Linked DNA regions of Mus musculus: region 2 is linked to region 1. The links are chromatin contacts, called in public promoter capture Hi-C maps. All regions are on one chromosome and are shown on one strand. The core of a region is the stretch at or near the end of the contact, and the rest is flanking DNA. Distances in the headings are between cores, read along the strand shown.

Region 1 (6,469 bases), core at 2,188-4,687:
ATCTCTCTCTCTCAATCTCTCTCTCCCTCTCCCCCTCCTCTCTCTCCCTCCCTCCCTCCTGGACTTAAACTTGCAGTGATCCTCCTGAGACTTTATAGCTGCCTCTGCATACCCAGCCACATTCCCTTTTTCCTTTAAAACCAAAAAACATCCATTTAACTAATGTTGTACATGGTATAAGAGGCACACGGTCCAGAAGGACAGACAGAGAGCAATTGGGGGGTCTCCTTTCCCTGTTCTTCATGTCCTTTCTGGTAGGACACCCACTGTTATTAGAGTCTTGCATGTGCCCTGAAAGATCGTATTCACTTCACCCCTAATGTTGACTTATCCACGAGGCGAAACTGAGGCTTTCAGGGATGTCAAGCAGTTTGTGCAAGGACACATGGCTGACAAGCTGGCAAAGCAGGCTGAAATTTGGATGAAAATCTAGCTGTTAAGTCTTGGGCAGAAGCAATCCCGTGTACCACCAGAGCCCCTCACGAGGCATTGGCTGTGACAGCTTCCAGAGGTCCTAGAAGAGCTCTGTGGTCTCTCCTGTCCTGTCTGTTAAGGGTCTAGCCTCCTCTGTTGCTCTAAGGGCCTGATCTGACTTCTCATTCCCTTCTACCATAGAAGGGAAATTCCCATGAGAGTCCTTCCCTGGCTAATGCGTGACAGGTGGATCCCCAGGGCCAGCCTGATTCCTGGGATCCAGAGAAGTACTCACAGGGAAACCACATAAACTCTGGTCTCTGGTTGAAGGAGGTTGTGGTTGTGGTTTCAAATACATTTCAAGAAAATAGTCTCATGATCTCCCCGTGGCTATGAAGGAAGGATGTGAAATGAAGGAGCTGCTCTCTGTGGCGGCCACATGGTCATCCCCGATCATGACGAAAGGAGGCTCCAGTTAGTCCTGGCTGAGAATTGGCAGGATGTACAGCCATAGGCTGTGAGCTAGGCCTTGGGGTTCTTCCTTCCATGCAGTCTCTTTCTCTCTTGGTCAGGTCAGAGTGGACTGAGAGCTGTCCTCAGTGGTCATCTCTACACCTCCAGGTATCTTTCTGGAATTTCCCAAGATCCTACTTTTCTATTCAATTTCCTTTCAGCACTTCTGTATCCCAAGGCTGGTGTCCTCCCAACATAGAAGCTGTATGGTCCTTCGATCCAAAGAGGAGGTATCTGGATCCATCTGCATTTTCAAATACGGAGGAGGATGGTGGACTTTTCTTCCTGTCGGAATGACAGCTTTCTGTTTTGCTGAGGTAGCCACAGAACATTCCATCCTTTGTGGCTCCAAACACAGGACTAACTAACTGGCTACCTAGTGAGCAGTCAGAGATGTGCTGTGGTTTTCTCAATGGAGTGACACCCTTTTGGATGTTGTTGGTCATCAGCTATAGTAGCTGAGTTGAGTCCTAGACCTTACCCAATCTCAGGAAAAGAAATTTAAATCCTAGCTCTTATTAACCACTATAACAGTTAGCATAAATATAGTGGGTGGCAGGGTTTGAACTATTTCATATCTCTTAGCTCACTTGATTCTCGGGACGCCATGAGGTAGACAGTACTGATATTGCTATGTAGTGAAAACAGAGAACAAGGCAGAAAAGGGTTCACAATGGTATGACTGCTTTTGGACCTTGTGCTCTTGATATGTACATAGTCCTTGCAGTTTCCTTTTCCAAGGTATAGCATATTTACTGGGTGTCTACACAGGGCTGGGTGTGGGTGGGGGGATTTAAAGGTGAACAGGATATTGTGTCTGCCTTTGGAGGAGACACATGCTAACAAGAAATCGTTCTTCAACACAAGAGGTATGGTGATAAGGCATGGTATGAAGTGTGTGGTGAGAAACAGGAGGGTAACAGTTATACTGCCTAGACTCTGGGCCCTAGAGCAGGAGCAACCTGTAGGTTGAGACCCATTTGGGGATCTAGGGACCCTTTCACAGTGGTTACCTAAGACCATTAGAAAACACAGCTATTTACATTATGATAAACAGCAGTAGCAAATTTTATAGGTATGAAGTAGCAACGGAAATAATTTTATGGTTGAAGTCACCATAACATGAAGAACTATATTAAAGGGTTGCGGAGTTAGGAAGGTTGAGAACCACTGCCCTAGAGCGAGCATCACACAGAAAGGCCAGGAGTGTGTTTCTGGGAGAGGTGATAGCTTACAGGTATGGAAGCTTGAACAGAGAAATGTGCCCTGAAGTTTTAACTCGTCCTAAGCTGGCTGTGGGGTGGGGGGGTGGGGGGAGGAAAGGTGGGGAAGGGGAAGCCCAGAGCTGCTGATTTCCATCCCATCCAGCTTCTTGGCCCAGCCCCCACGCTCTCTCCCTCTTTTTTGTGCCAAGCACTGTGTCAGGTGTTGGCCCAGCCTGTAGGGCAGGAGCAGAAGGGCTTTGTGATCAGTTAACACCCCCAAACCTTTGTGCCTGGGAAGGCTGCTGGGAAGAGAATCATAGAAGAGCTTGCCTCTCGATCCTGCCTGGCTAGGAAAATTTTCAGCGGGACAAATTGTAGGTGACTGTAGAGAATAGACGTTCCGTGTGTTTGTGCTGGGAAGGGGTCCTCCCTCTTTTGCCCCTGCAGCTGAGGTTTCTACAGCTGTGGCTTCTGTACCACTGATGTGCCTTGCTTCCGGGCTGGCCGGGTTGGCCCTTGGAGGGTTGCCAGGGAAACCACTGGCCAGCTTGGGGAGATGGAGCGCGGGAGAGTGGGTGACTCAGGTTGCTTTCTCTCACACATACAGCAACCCTCCCCAACATTGGGGAAAGGGTAGTAGAGACCCTCTACCCCTGGAGAGAACCCAGACGGCCCTGGATAAACCTGTCACTCCCAAAACCAAGATTAGTTACCAGCAAAAATTCCCAGGGAGGAAGGCGTCTCCCATATGCCCCATAGATTCACCCAGGGGCAATCCACTGATCCAGTTGGCCCGGTCCTGCCTGTGCCCATCGGGGTAGTGCGACAGGGGCCCTGGTTTAAACCTCCCTCCAGGGAGCAAGCTCGGGATAATTATTGATCGGGGCTACTATGGACTTCTGCCCTCGGCCTGAGAGCTAGAGGACGCGGGCCTGGTTTCCCGGCGGGAGGGCGGTGGGCGGGCCGCGGAGGGGGTGTCCCAATCTCCAAGACCACCGCCGCTCGTGCCCTTAAACGGGGATCTCTCCCACCCAAACAAAACAGCATGTGTTAGGGGTCCCGGAGCCTCGAGGGGGTGTCCAGGGCGGCTGGGCGCGGGCTCGGCCTGCAGCGGGAGCGCGCGGCGCAGGCCCAGCCGAGCGCGCTCCCGCGCTCCACTGCGCGCAGGGGGTTCCGGGGCCCCGCAGGGCGGTCGCGCAGGGGCGCGGAGGGACCTTGGGGCTGGGGAGCGCGCGCGGGCAGGAACCAGGAAGCGGGGCGCGCTCGGGGTTACGGGCGGGCGCGCGTCCCCGGAGCCTGAGCGCGAGAGCGGCGCGCGCCCCCGTGGGCCCCGGCGGGAGGAGAGTCGGCGGCCCAAGCCGTCACCCCGGGCGGGGACCGAGCGCGGGCGACGACGCGCGGAGGTCCTGCACGGGGAGGGAGCGAGCGGGCGTGCGAGAGAGCGTGCGGGACCGGAGAGACCGCTGGCTCTGGTGGGGCAGAACGAGGTAGGAGCTGCGCCCTGCGCGGGGCCAGGGGGCCCGGGAGCCCGGGCGGGGCCCCGTGCTCCTGCTGTCTAGAAGCTGGGCAGGGCCGAGCCGCCGCCATCGCTCCGGGGCCGTGGGGAGGCCGCGGGGGCCGCGCCGGGCGGCTGCAGAGGGGCCCGGGGCGCTGGTGGTGGCTACGAGAGGGGCGCGCGGAGGCCACGGAGGGGGGCGCCGTGGATACCGTGAAAAGTATTGGCGCGTGCGTGTCACGATGGGTGTGTGAGGGACGCCGACAGAGCCGATCCCCTGGGAGCGAGGGGACTGCTGTCGGCCGCCTCACACCTTCCTGTTGCATTTCTGAAGAGTCCCTGCTGTCTCCCAGTTTTTCCTCTTATTATAATGTGCTCCCCAAAGCGGGGGGGGGGGGGTGCCCGAGACTCTGGGGAAAACGATGAGCCGAAGGTACCCAGTGGAGTGGGGGGTATCAGCAAAGCTTCAAGAAATAGTGCCTTATAAGGAGTCAAGACAACAAATATGAACATTTTGATAAGGCTCTGGGCTGCGGGGTCCCACATCAGGACCTGCCAGGCCTGGGCTTGAATGTGTGGTGGTGGGATGCGGGCAAGCTGTTCTTTCATTTTCTCTTCTTTTCTTTTCCTTTCTTTTCTTTCTATCTTGTTTTTCCTAGCCAAGGTTAAAGAGTTAAAAAAAAAGTGATCCTGGTGTCGGGGGTAGATATGGGGAGTCGGAAGGAGAGCTGTCTTATCACAGAAGCTGGTCTGAGTCTAAAGGAATCTGGCAAGATGGTCAGAGTGATCAAGGGGGGGGTAGCAGAAGGGGGCGGGGGGGGGGACTTGTCTGGAGCAGGAGGCGTTTGCAAACACTTGTAGCCAGCAGTGATGGAAAAGGCGAAGAACAAACGGCAGCGTTTAGAAAGCAGGGATTAATGAGACCCAGAAGATTTTAAAGGCAAAAAGAGGCCATTCGTTTCCTCAAGGACCTATGTCCACTTTTGTGCTTGTCTCGCTGTGGGTCGGAACTTGTATTAAATTAATAGTGGCAAACTGGCTTATAGAATCTTCGATTTGGGAAGCCTCCACCCCTGGGATTATACTACATTCTTTCATTGTAAAAACTGAGGCCCAGATAGATGGACTTAGCTGCCAGCTCAGGTCACAAGTGTGTTTATATTTAGTAGTTTATGGACTCACACCCACAAGGACCCATCTTGTGCAGTGAAGTAGATGTTTGCCTCAGTAAGACTCTATAGGTTGTTGTTAGAGTATCCTCAGAGAATGTCCCTTGAAAAGGCTAGGGTGTCACTGGACCGATGGTTTTGTGTAGCCTTGTAGCAGTGGCTTTTATCATCTGCTTGTATCTTGGGCTTCCAAATCTATTGGATAGTTGCCGGTGCCTTAATAAGCTTTCAGCTGTTGAGTCTGCATTATCTCACATAATTTGATTATCATTCAGTCAGGATACGGGCCTTTGCCTCTTATCCATTGTCATGCTATTGTTCATTTGTTTTTGTTGTTTGATGTTTACAGTGTCCGTCGGATGTATTTTACTTATGGATTATTTATTTCATGTTTCTCTCATTTCATTTGGGGACACTGAGTTGATTTTGAGCCTTTTCAGCTGGGGAATTCTGTTGGTTGGCCTCTGAGTGGTTTGTTATGTGTTTTCTTGGTAGCAATCTCCATTTTATGAAGGAATATAGTTGTTAAAATTGATAGAGCTAAACGGGAAGGGGCTTCTGGTTTTAAGAGTCCAGTTAGAACACCTGCATACCCCTGGCCAGGTGTCACCAGAGGATGACGTGTTTTCTGTAGGCTTTGGAGAACGGGAAATTCAAACAAAGTTGTACACTTCAAGAGAGTGGAAAAGTCTCTCTGTCTCTTCTTCCCCCCTCCCTCCCTCCCTTCCCACCCCCACCCCTCTTCTCACATCTGAGAGAAGACAAACAAAACAAAACAAAACAAAAACAAAAACCAAGAGTTGATTTCTGTCACTAGCAGTTTGGTGATTGCATAACTCAGAGTTCAATTTCTCTAAAAAATCTTTGCTGCAGACCCAGCAACCTCCCTGATTTTTACCTTCTCTGTTTTCTTGTTTCTGCCAAGAAGCCATTGATATACGTATGTTGGGCTGAGTTTAAGGAGGATATGCTTCCGTGTATGCTTTGTGATGTGTGTAAGGGGGCGGGAGGACAAATACTATCAGTGCTTGGGGGATTGCAACAGAAATATTTTGGCCAACACTTCCTATTGACTCTGACTTCTCATTTCACCTCCATTTTCTTAGTCTCGATTGATTTCTCTTCCTCCTCCTCCTCCTCTTCTTCCTCTTCTTCCTCTTCCTCCTCCTTCTTATACACAAGGATCCCATTGGGATCAAAAGCATCATTTACTGCTTTTTGGTATATGTTTAATTTTTTTCGTCCCAATGATATTACAGTCAGTCTGTATCAGGCTTATATAGGTGAATATACTTGCTGTGGTTCCTCTGGTTTGTTACGTAGGCAAGGGATACGTGTGTCCTTATAGTAAAGAAAGGATCTATAAAGAGGAAAATAACATCCTTAAATCTGGTGTTAGTTGAAAGTGGGCTCAATGGAAGCCTCATTGTTCTAACGCCCTACAAGGTGTGTGCCTCTGTGAAGTCATGCCCGGATGTATGAACAATCTTAGTGATGCCTTCCTTGCCTTCATTTGGAGTGTAGATTGACCATAGAATTCCTACAAAGCATGCACACTAAAGAGAAAACAAAACTCATAGTTGTTTTTGTTTTGTTGTTTGAGCATTTGAGAGGTTTTTTTTTAAAGTTATGTGATGATAATTCCAAGTTACCTCTAATTACTGAGTTCTGAA
Region 2 (6,469 bases), core at 2,910-5,409, 110 kb after region 1:
CAAACCAAACAAACAAACAAAACCATAGAGAATAAAAGGAAGTTATCCAATGTTGACTTCTGGCCAAGAAGAACACCTGCACTCAAGTAGTGCACACACACACACACACACACACACACACACACACACACACACATTAAATACATAAAAAGCCAGGGAATAGAGACATAGGAACAGCAGTATCCACTGCTGCAAATAACGTTTTGGAAATAAATTGGGGTACTCATAGGCTATTATAGCTCCTGCTCTTTCTTCTTCCCAGGTGGCTGTGAGCCGACAGTGGTTGAAGAATTTTGTAAACTGTAGCGTGGGGGATGAGGGGTGACCTGGTTACTGCTAAGGCATCCATGAGACATTTTGCTATGTTTTCAACAGATCTCCCGTCTCAATCAGGAAGTGTCTCAGCTGAGCCGGGAGCTGCGGCAAGTGATGGGTCTCTTACAGGCCAGGCTGGGACCCCCAAGTCACACAGCTGGTCCAGCTTGGCTCCCAGACCTTCCTTGCCCCCACCAGAGACTACCATGCATCTCTCCTCATATGTCTGGACCACCACCTGGTCTCCAGAATACTACACTCGCTGTAGTCCACTGTCCAGCCAGTGTTGGGACAGTGGAGATAGGGGCCACCCCCTCAGAGCTGAGACCTTCCACGATACCACCCTATCCCTCGGAACCTGATCCTCTGGGACCCTCTCCAGCGCCAGAGGCTCCTCCCCTGACCCCAAGCCTCCTGAAGCACAGCTTCCAGTCTGGGTCAGACACATTCCACTGACCCTGGCCTTGGGCCTAGGCCTGTCTGGGGTAGGCTTTACCACCTGCCATCCAGGGAGGCGCTGGGCTCCTTGGCCTCTTGCCTTGGGGTCAGCAGCTGCCAGCTGGACTGGTTGGCTCTGGATTCTCTGGACTTTTTAAACAACGAATGGCCACATCTAACCCCGTTCCATTTTCTAAACCATCCCCCATCCTCCTCTTCTGGGAGGGGAGTCACTTGAAGCCATGGAATCCAGCAGGCATGAAATGGACCATGGCGCCCTGTTGGGCTACGCAGAGGAGATGTCTTACTTTCTCCCGAAGACTTGGAGGTAGGTATGGACTGGGAACAGAAGAATGGTCAAGAGCAAAGGTCTAACCTAGTAAAGGAAGGCTTGAGGTTAGACCAGGCAGGGTCTAGAGTGAGAGGGCTAGATGACATTATAGTACTATGGAGCTCTTCTGTCCCAGATTCTGAGTCCTTTGCAGAGGATCCTGAGAATAATGTCACCTTGAGGAGAGTGAGTTTGAGATTCTAGCCATCATTTGAGAAGCCCAGGACATCTTAGGCCTCCTGCCAGCAGCCAAGCTGAAGGAGTTCACTTCACCCCATGGCACACACAAAAAACAACTGAGAGCTCCAGATGTGTCTTTGGCTCTCAGAACACTTCTTTTCTTCTTCAAACTCTGAGTTAGTTACCAGCATCGAACTCCAGATAGAACCACAAAATATTCAGTATTCTAACTTCTCAAGAAAAAAAAAAAAAAAGACAACAATGTCTGGCTATCAAGAGCCAACATTCATCTGAAATAGTCCCCATTTCTTCAGTCTCCTGCTTGTTGATCATTTCTTAATGTCCAATTGGCTTGCCTTATTTGTTTGGTCCCTCTGTTTTCTTCAGTTTGCAATCCCTGTCTTAGAGTGGGCGCCAAGGGGGTCCTAATAATGTCTGTTCGTACTCTTGACTTGGGCCTGTCAACATCTGTTTCTGTCTCTCTACAGGCTGTCATGCAAGGTGGTTCCTTCTGCTGTCAGCAGCTCAAAGCATTCTAGCATTACCCTTCTGCAGGTCCCACCTCCCAACATCAGCCAAACCTGCATCCCCTCCCTCCCAACATGGTCTCAACCTCAGGGAGGGTCTGGGCAACTCCCAAGCCCTCTCTGGTTTCCAGCCCTCCTTTCTCACTCAATGCCCCACCCAGGCGCACTTTTGGATAAAAAAAAAATAAATCCATATATTTTTGTAGACCTTGACTCTGTCTGTTTCTGGGGGTTAGTCTGAGAGCCCCAGGGCTTTGAAAGAGCTAACGCAAGCAGACACACCCCACTGTACCCCAGGGCCCTATTGCTGTCTCTAGGTAGGGCAAAGGCGCCAGCTAATCCACTTGGCACCATGTTCACGCCACCAGGGACTCCTCGGATAAGGGGAGAAACCTTAATGAGTCGCTAAGGGCCTGTTACATTCCTTCCTCCCTACCACCCAGTTACAACCACAAATACACACTATGTGGGAGAGACGTCTGATCAGGATCATTTCTCTAGCCTTAGAAAGAAATACCAGGAATTTTCTTACCCTCCTGAATAAGGAACTCTTCTTTCCTGGATAGGTATTTGATATTAAGCTAGGTATAGTGTTGTTATAGTGGGCAGGTCGGTGGAGAAAAGAGCTGGTCACCAGTTAAGAACCTGCTAAGAATTCACTCTCCCAAGCTCTGTCTTCTCTTAGCTTACATTTCTGTGTAGGTCTGTGCATGTCATATGGTGCATATGTTGTAGGAAACTGGCACCTTGGTGATAAAGATGAAATTGGATGTGGGCACAGCTTTGTGGCAGGCTGTCCCAGACAGGTCTATTCTTCAGCTCAAACTTTCAGGGTATGACTGATGCTGTTCCATGCCCTAGGCATTACATGGTCTCTGGGGGTGGGCTTTGATTTTATAAAAGTTTTGAGTAGTATCCCCGGGAGAGAGATGCAGAAAGAGGCCAGTGTTGGAGGATGAGGTTAAACAGAAGTGGTCCTAATTCATGCCGGGCGTGGTGGCGCATGCCTTTAGTCCCAGCGCTAGGGAGGCAGAGGCAGGAGGATTTCTGAGTTCGAGGACAGCCTGGTCTACAAAGTGAGTTCCAGGACAGCTAGGGCTACACAGAGACACCCTGTCTCGAAAAACAAAAAACAAAAAACAAACAAACAAAAAGTGGTCCTAATTCATACAGAAGGAATTAGAAGCAACAGAAACAGAACTGACCTGTGGTAGAAGGGTTAGTGGTTTTCATCTATAGTGACGGGTAGAGAGAACACAGGTAGTCTTTGAAGGAGCGCTAATTCTGACTGGGGGCAGAGTGAGGGAGATGAGGGGGTCTGGTATATTTGGGAACAGAGCCTAAGAAAGAAAGCTTAGTCTGTCGTGGTGGTTGCACATGTGTTTAATCCCAGCACTCCAGAAGTAGAGGCAGGAGGATCTCTGTGAATTCAAATACAACCCATCTACAAAGTAAGTTCCAGGCCAATCAGGACTACATAGTGAGAGCCCATGTGAAAGGAAGAGAGAGTGAGAGCAACCCTTGGCAGCAGCAGGTCTCCTTTTCAACCATTTAGTATCCTCTAGACAACTCCTTCTTTTAAAAAAAAAAAATTACATTTCTTCAAGTATTTAGCGGGAGGGAGGGTGGATGGGTGGTTGTCAAAAGACAACTAGTGGGAGTCTGTCTTACTCCATGTGAGTCCTGGGCACGGCACTCAGTCAGGCTTGGCTGCAAGCATCTTCACCTGTCGAGCCGTTTCGCTAGCCCCCAGAGAGCCCATTCTATAGAGCTCTCAGAGATTTCATCACCTTTTTTTTTTCTTTCTTTTTTCTTTTTCTTTTCTTTTCTTTTTTTTTTTTTTTTTTAAGCCAGGATCTTACTACATAACCCTAGCTGTTACTCACAGAGATCTGCAAGCCTCTGCCTTCGGATCGAGCCATTACACCTGACTCCATCGCCTTTCCTATAATAGAATGTCCTCAACAATCAGCCTCCTGGGCGGGCTTGGCTTCTCCAAGTTGCCGAGGGCACACGACCGGTCTGCGCGGCTACGTGAACATCATATTTTTCCTTTCTCAATTCTGCATGAACAGCCCTCTGTCTGCTCTCTTGGAAAGCTCAGCCACACGCCTTCCCTCGCGGCACTTGGAACTGGCAGTGACGCGATAAGCAGGCCTGGACCGGCTCCGCCCCACCGGCAGCCGGTTCCACCCAAAACCCAAGTGCCAGGCAGCCCCCGGCTCCTCCCTGTGCGGAGAACTACAAGTCCCGCCATCCCTCGCGCGCACTCTCCCTCCTTTCCCGCGTTGATTGTGGGTAGGATCGGAGTGTCTCCCATTGGTCTGTTCTTTCTGTCAGTCACCTGGGAATATAGAGAGGCGGGGCAGAGCTGAAGATCCGGATCCGGAGCGGCTGAAAGGCGGAAGTGGAGGCCGGAGCCTGGGACACCGCCGGGGGTGGGGGGGAGAGGAGCGGAGTCTGTGGAAGCCCCGGCCCAAAGTAACGCTGCTGCCCGGAGCCGCGGTGAGTGTGCCTGTCCCAGGGCCAGTGTCTCACTTGTGTGGTAGCCTCCCTGGGGTACCCTTTCCTCCTGCCCAACCTTAGCTTAGGGGGACACTGACCCCTCCCCCGACCCGTAGCCCCCTCTTAGGGGCTCACCAGGGCGTCAGGCCAAAGGGGGAGCTCCTCTTTCCTTCGCTAACCTGTCCTTCGGGAGCCTTTGGGAGTCTTTTGAGGCTCTCCTCTGGCCTGTCCAGTCCACTTGTGGGAGAGAGGGACTCTTAAGTTCCGCTCCCCACCCCCTCAGCTTTCAAAATCAAAGAGTCTTTACCAGGTGCGAAGGAACCTGTCCCCCTTCTCTTTTAGAGGTGACGGAGAGTGCTGTCTCTCCTGGTTTTCCTTTCCTGTGTTCTACGCCTCCCACTCCCCAATCCCAACCAAAAACCCAGTTGTCCCCCTGCAGCCCTGAAATTATCTTTATCTCGATTTCCTTTCGGAGATGCGGGGATGGGGGGGGGGGGATGTCGGAATGAGAGTGTTGTACACGCACAGAAGTGTTTTTGCGCGCTTACAGTTCCTTACTTCCTCTTGAGCTTACGAGGACCTCAGCAGAGTTTGAATTCTGGGTCACTTAGACGGAATGGCAGCCTTCTCCTTGGACTGCACGTTATGCCCCCAGCCCTGTCTTAAGTTCTCTCAGTGTGTGTTCGTCTTCCTGCCTCTAAAGAATTTAGCTGAGCTCTGCTCAATCCTAGGGACAGATCACAGATCAGGGAGGATCTGCCCATTCATTATCTTCTGTCTCCCCTCCTCCTTCCCCCCTGCTTCAGGCCCAGCCCTGTCCTTCCAGAGCATGTGAGTGGTTTCCTTAGAGAGACTGCTGCCTGCTTATCTATAGGGGTGGAGAATAGACCAAATAGGAGTAGTGTGAAATTGAGGCACCATCTCTTAACCACCCTGAATCACACACCACTATACACTTGAGCAACAGGTCCATTCCTCACCAGAGTCTCCACTCCCCTCTTGGCTTGGACTTTTTCACAGAGCAGTTAGTCCACATCACCGTGGCAGGTATAGTTTTCGTCCGTAAAGGAATTGCTTATGTGTGCTGGAAAGTGCCAGTTCCCCTACTGTATTGACACAGGATTCTTGTGTTTTCCTTGGGACTTAAGTGTGTGAAATGGCTGGTATCTCTGACCAAGCTGGAAGGTTCTCTTGTTATGCGGCCAAAGTACAGGTTAGAGACTGCCTTCCTGAGGAGTAGCCTGATTCTGAAGCCACAGCTGACCCTTGCTGTCTTGCAGTGGAGGAAGAGTGGGAAAGCCATTCAGTCCTTGGGCATCTCTGATCAACTTTTTTTTTTTTGGTTTTTTGAGATCTGATCAACTTAAGATGCTTTTCTTACTACACAAAGGCTAAACATTTTGCTTTGAGATCTTTCCAACCTACTTCTGGACAGTTTCCGGTGTTCAGTCAGTATAACAATCAATCAATCCTCTCTCTCTCTCTCTCTCTCTCTCTCTCTCTCTCTCTGTGGGCTCAGAGATTCAGCTAGCCTAGTTTCTCTGATCTGTTCAACATGTGCCTCTGAGGGAGAGGGCCAGTGACCCCTGCCTGTTTACAGGGATTGGTTTCTGCTAGACTTACCTTCCAAGGAGTGGATTGTGATTCCTGGGGTTCTAGCTGAAGCAAGGGAACCTTCTAATGGGCGTTTCTGGCATTTGTCCGGACATCTTTCCAGCTCTGACTCCAAAGCGCCCTTTTGCGGAGAAGCTGTCTGTGAGACAGGAGGCACTAGAGTTCTGCATGGTTCTGCAGCCACTTCTGGCTTTCAGAAATTGTAGCGGCCCAGCAGAAGTCCGTTGCTGATCTGCCGGGCTAGGGAGGGCACTCCAGAGAGGAAGTCCCTCCTCTCTAAGGCTGTTCTCCACCTCCCCTCTTGCTTCTCACACCTCGTTGGCCTTTCTGCCTGTTCACTCCTGGAGGAGGGCAAGAGCTCGTGAAGATAGAAAGCCCCCAGAGTGCTCTCAGTGCCTATTCCTCACAAGTGTCCTGGAGATGGTGGTATTTGTATGCCCACCTTGAGACGGTTCCCCCCAAGCATACAGTTAGAAGTGGTCAGACGCTGTGCTTGCAGCGTGGCTTCGGGTGTAGCTTTGTCTTTTCTAAAAGCAGGCTCCCCTGTCTGCGGGGCTTG

Evidence for each region. Promoter capture Hi-C pulls out the DNA fragments that hold promoters and counts their contacts.
Region 2: a contact with region 1 is called in a promoter capture Hi-C map of pre-B cells, with 5 times the contacts expected there. The contact joins the promoter of Rab5c here to the promoter of Stat5b in region 1. A contact is called at or near these places in 11 of 39 promoter capture datasets (the 3T3-L1 cell line, the C10 cell line, the HPC-7 cell line and 7 more), 1 of 15 datasets of contacts at CTCF or cohesin (the NIH/3T3 cell line), 14 of 484 Hi-C or Micro-C datasets (the C2C12 cell line, the G1E-ER4 cell line, bone marrow-derived macrophages and 8 more), 18 of 115 datasets of contacts at active chromatin or transcription factors (the 230-238 cell line, CD8 T cells, the HPC-7 cell line and 12 more) and 3 of 9 other capture datasets (adipose tissue, liver and pancreatic islet).

The regions. Positions count from the first base shown.
Region 1 is chr11:100,847,549-100,854,017 of GRCm38.p6, reverse strand. It overlaps Stat5b (signal transducer and activator of transcription 5B), which reads left to right and starts at 3,437. Exons shown (of 19, transcript NM_001113563.2): 1 at 3,437-3,619.
Region 2 is chr11:100,735,905-100,742,373 of GRCm38.p6, reverse strand. It overlaps Rab5c (RAB5C, member RAS oncogene family), which reads left to right and starts at 4,159. Exons shown (of 6, transcript NM_024456.5): 1 at 4,159-4,296. It overlaps Kcnh4 (potassium voltage-gated channel, subfamily H (eag-related), member 4), which reads left to right. Exons shown (of 17, transcript NM_001081194.2): 16 at 376-1,081; 17 at 1,753-1,996. The coding sequence ends at 771.